2 separate regions of the Mus musculus genome follow, and region 2 is linked to region 1. Evidence: chromatin contacts called from public HiChIP or PLAC-seq data. All regions are on one chromosome and are shown on one strand. The core of a region is the stretch at or near the end of the contact, and the rest is flanking DNA. Distances in the headings are between cores, read along the strand shown.

Evidence for each region. HiChIP or PLAC-seq counts read pairs in DNA pulled down with a chosen protein or histone mark.
Region 2: a contact with region 1 is called in an H3K27ac HiChIP or PLAC-seq map of microglia, with 6 times the contacts expected there. The contact joins the promoter of Ppp1r1a here to the promoter of Hoxc8 in region 1.

The regions. Positions count from the first base shown.
Region 1 is chr15:102,989,261-102,991,828 of GRCm38.p6, forward strand. It overlaps Hoxc8 (homeobox C8), which reads left to right and starts at 1,279. Exons shown (of 2, transcript NM_010466.2): 1 at 1,279-1,955. The coding sequence starts at 1,520.
Region 2 is chr15:103,536,694-103,539,261 of GRCm38.p6, forward strand. It overlaps Ppp1r1a (protein phosphatase 1, regulatory inhibitor subunit 1A), which reads right to left and starts at 1,299. Exons shown (of 7, transcript NM_021391.3): 1 at 1,102-1,299. The coding sequence starts at 1,185.

The sequences.
Region 1 (2,568 bases), core at 29-2,528:
GCTCCAAGGTGGCCTCACATACTGTAGAGGAAGAAGACAGGGGGAAAAATCATTCTTATTCATCTTCATGAGCACAATAGCCCACACGCACACATTGTTCTTATGCTTTCTTCTCTTTTCTCTCTGAATTAAGCCCACATAACTGCAAACACCATGGCCAGAGAAGGGTGTTGGTTATTTTTTTTCCATTAGAATTAACTTGAATTTGTCCAGTCTTGGGCATGGGGATGCTGCCCCCGCCCAGAAAGTGTGGGTAAATATTTAAAGAGTGTCTGTTGACAGTTCCCTTCCACATCCTGGCCTGGGCAGCCTGCCTGGAGAAGGGCTTGTGTGTGCAGGGAATCCTGAGGGCCCCTCTAGGTTGAGCTGGCATTTCCTAAGGGATGGTGGTTTATGAGAACCAGTAAGAGGTCTACTCTTTTGCACCCTTCAGTCCAGCTGTAATCTCCAAAAATGAAATCTCTTGAGTTGGGCTAGACAGAAACCTGGGCACACAAACTATTCCTTTGAGTCCCCATAAACAGCTTTGCTCTCAGGTTCTCCCAGCCAAGCCTATTGGGGTTCCCTACTCCTTGGAGAGGTTGCTTTCTATAGGTCATGCTGAGGCATATAGAGTGCCCCCCAAGAGCAGTCAAGAGACAAGAGTCCCCAGGATATAAAAATGACAGAGCAGCTCCAGACCTTGAAGAGAGACCAGAGGCTGGAGATTGTGCAGGCTGAAGGGTTTGGGGTACATGATCACCATGCTGGGCTTCTCAGAGTCCTCAGACTTAAGGAACCTCAGAGAACTCATCTTTTGGATTGCAGGCTCAGCCCTGACTTACTAACTCTCACCTCCTGGGGGTCCTCTACCTGTTGAGGTAACCTGAGTTGACCTGATGGCTCAGGTATCTCTCAAAAAGGAAAGAAAAGGGGGAACACCTTCAAACTAGAGTGCACACCTTGGAAAAGCTGGCCTTGTCCATTAGCTAGGGCTGGCTCACCACCCCCTACACACACCACACCCCCATTCCTCGCCTCTCCTCCCTCCCTCTCCTCCAGGTCCCCCCCCCCAGCCCTGAACCCCCTCTCCCCCAGTCTCTCTCTCTCTCTCTCTCTCTCTCTCTCTCTCTCTCTCTCCCTCTCCCTCTCCCTCTCTCTCTCTCTCTCTCTCTCTCTCTCTCTCTCTCTTGCTCGCTCGCTCGCTCGCTCGCTCGCCTGTCTTCATGTCGTGGATTGATGAACGCGAATCGCGTGTAAGCGCCGCCACCGCCGGGAGTCTGAGGAATTCGCCTGGGCTGTTAGAGGAAAGAGCTAAGTGAGAGCGCGCGCTCTACCTACCGACAGTGAGCAGAGAGCTGCAGCCGCCCGAGCCCGCAGCCGGCACCGCGCCCCCACCTGCCCAGCCCCCAGCCCAGCAGTCCAGCCCGGGGGAGCCGGCCAGCTTGGGGTTCGGTCCCGGGGGGAGGGGAGTTTCGGGGATACCCGGCGGGGGAGCGTGATCCAAGGGGAGGGGGCCGCGGGTTTTCATGTACCCAGCATGAGCTCCTACTTCGTCAACCCCCTGTTTTCCAAATACAAAGGCGGCGAGTCCCTGGAACCGGCCTATTACGACTGCCGGTTCCCTCAGAGCGTGGGCAGAAGCCATGCGCTGGTGTACGGGCCCGGCGGCTCCGCGCCCGGTTTCCAGCACGCCTCGCACCACGTCCAAGACTTCTTCCACCACGGCACCTCCGGCATCTCCAACTCGGGCTACCAGCAGAACCCATGCTCGCTGAGCTGCCACGGAGACGCCTCCAAATTCTATGGCTACGAGGCGCTCCCCAGACAGTCCCTTTATGGGGCTCAGCAAGAGGCGAGCGTGGTGCAATATCCCGACTGTAAATCCTCCGCCAACACTAACAGTAGCGAAGGACAAGGCCACTTAAATCAGAACTCGTCTCCCAGCCTCATGTTTCCATGGATGAGACCCCACGGTGAGAAGCCTTTTCTCTTTCCCCCTTGGTCTCCCGCGCTCCGGGGTCTTCCCCCCTCCCTCGCCTCCTTTTTGTCTGCCCTAGCTCGCTTTCCTTCCTGGCTTTGGGGGTCTCTCCCACTCCACTCCCGTGCCTGGGTGGGTTCCTGGGAGATTGAAAGGCTTGGCTGGGGGTGGAGCGTGGGGTGCCTGAGACATTGTGCTTGTTGGGGTGAAGGTGGGGGAAAGGTGACTTGTGGGTGCAAAGGGTTAAAAATCGTTTTCTCTATTCCTTCTGTCTCTCCTTCTTCCCATCTGTAAAGCCAAAGTTGGGGAGATGGCTGGCAAGGACACCCTAAGTAAACTGAGGTTATCAGTCTTTGGGGTTGGTAGCCAGTTTTCCCAAAGACATTTCCCAACGCCAGCCATCCCAAGACAGTGACCAGACTGTTGGGTGAAAAGGAGACCCTTTGCTATCTCCCCCTAGTCAGGGAGAGGGGCAAGACCTCCCCTCTCCCAAGGACAAGCATTCTGCCTCTCTAGGATTGTCACTTCTTCCCCTCAGAGAAGCAGCCTGAAGGCCACTACCCCAACTTTTCTGTACTTCCTCCAATTGAAGAGAAGACTGAAAGCCC
Region 2 (2,568 bases), core at 49-2,548, 550 kb after region 1:
TCAAACTCCCTCTCCAGCCCCTTGGTCCCCAGGTAGGGAGAGGAGAAGCTGGGTACCTGCTCCTCCCTGGATCTGAGAAGTAGAAGTTTCAAAGTGTACACCTGCTGGGTCCCTTTTCATCCACACCCAATTCTATGAATCGGCTCTAGCAATGTGGAAACCTTTTTCTCCTGCTCATCCCCAGAGGTCTGATTCTTTCAGGTGGAGAGCTTGACAGTGAGTGGCTGGGGGCAGGAGTCCTGGGGAGCTGGATGCTCTTGGGGAGGGATGGTCTTCACAATCCAGGGAATGCAAAAGAAGGCAGGCTGCAGATAGTAGCCCCTTCCATACGCTCACTGACGCTGACACACACTGCTCACTCACACACTGCCGCCTCTGCCAGGCTGCTCAGAGCTAAAAATAGGCCAGGCCAGGAGGCTGGGCCAGGGCCCTGCACTCCCACCCGATGAGCCAAGCTTTCTTGGTGGCTTGCTCGTGGCTAAGCTTGGACCCCAGGCCCAGACGCTCCAGATCGCCGCGCTGCGCCCCGCATCTCACCCCCACTCCCTACTCCATAGGGCAGAGTTATACCCAGGTCCCACGTGCTCTGACTTGCAGAAGGGAACATCAGCTTGCAGACCCCTCCACCCTCCCCCGTCCTTGCTCTAAAACTCCTCCATAGCTGTTCTCATCCCTTTGGGTGCCACACTCAGCCTCCAGATGACACGGAGGGGAGGAGAGCTGTCTCTTCTGCTCACTCGCCGCCCCCCGCCCGCAACATCCTCCCGGCAGTACCCTTCAGCTTACCAATGCCACTTAGCCGGGAAACTCTGGGGGTTGACTGGGTGTGAGGGGCTGTAAGGTCGCCAGTGAGGGAGGAGGGGTCGTGTCCCTATGGCTGGGCTGGGAGTGAACGATGCTCTTGGAGACACCCGCCACAGGGACCCATACTGGTGACCGAGGTGTGGCCTCGCTGTTGGGGGAGGGTATGGAGACCCCCATAAACTGGGCGAGTGCGTTCCTGAAGAGGTGTGGTGCCGCGCTGGGGCAAGGCAGGGATTCAAGTCTCACGGCCAGGTCCCCAGTCCTTCGCCGAGTCCTGCTGCCCCGCCCTGCCTGTACCTGCTCCGCCGCCTCCGGGTCCAGGTGAGGCTCCAGCAGCGGGACCGTAAACTGGATCTTCCGTGGGCTGTTGTCGGGCTCCATGGCTCCCGGTCAGGCAGCGGCGGACCTCGGGCTGGGGCGGGCGCGCTCCCTCTCTGTTGCGCTCCGGCCCTGGCCCCAGCCCGGCGCTCGGCTTGCAGCTCCTGGCTCGGCGCGCCCCGCTCCGCTTGGGGACTGTGTTGTTGCGGATTGGCTCGTCACCGTCCCTCCCGGCCCCCTCCTCCCCCAGTCCCGAGCCTTAACCCCGTCGTGGCTGTGCTGGCGGCTGTGCAGGTCGCCGCCCCTCAAGCTAAGGATCCAGACCCCGGTTGGTCGCTGTCCTAGACCACCCGCGGGCCGGCATCCAGGTATTTTAGAATTCTGGGCAGGGGGTGGGTGTGGAAAGGTTTTATCAAGAACTTCTTCAAGCTGGTGCAGGTTTCATGGTCTGGAAAAAAGAAAGGACACAGCTCCAGAGGTAGATTATGTTTATGATCTAAAGGAGATTTCACAAAGAGAAAAGATTGAAAGGAGATTTAGGTACACAGCAGGAGGGATTAAAGTTAGACTGGGAGGGAACTTCCCCTTGAGGCCAATTACTAGAGTGGATGTGAAAACTTTGAGGGCAGGTGCGAGCTTTGGCTACTGTTCAGGGAACACTCCTGGACAAGAGAGAGAAGAGGGGAAGCTCTCAGAGAGTCGGCAGAGTAAGACTCTTTGGAGTGTGAGTGGACCAAGGGCTTGGGGAGAGGGCCATTTAGGGTAAAGAAGAAGCCATGGAGGTGAAAGCCAATCCTGCTTGTGAAATAGATTTCACTTTCTGCTTGCTACATTGTGAGCTGCAAAGTAGGTGAAAGGCCTTTAAGGGGATTACAGGGATGGGGATGGGGAGTGGAGGACACCCCACCGGGGTGGCCTGTTTACAGATGGCTGGTGTCCACTTTCACTGTTGGCAGGACAATGAAAATGCTCTGCCCTGCTCTGTCGTGACTATTGGCATGGAAGTTAGACTACTAGAAGAACTTACTGGGTTGGTATGGGATCAACATGCCACTCGGTACTAACCAGTGAAGGCGACAGGATATTCATAGGAACTGAAGTGCTCTGTACTAGGGTTAGGGTCACTAGACAGAGAGAGGTGGGTGCTGGAGAGGTGGAAGGGTTCCTAATGTATTCAGGAGGCACAGTGGAACTGAGATAGAGAAGGAGAAGGCCTATAGTGCTGAAGGGGGGGTATGGAAGTACGGGGAGATCAGTTTCTTTGTAGTCTTAAACTGAACAGAGGGCAGGGTCTATCTAGGTTTAAGCTTGGCTCCAGGGGAATGGGGCCTTGGTCATCCCCCACTCTAGGGGGCAGCTTTAAACCTCAGTCTGGAGTTCTCTGGTGTGTTTTCCATGGCCCCTTCCCCTCTTCCCTCCAAAAATAGCCCCACCCTCACCCCCTTC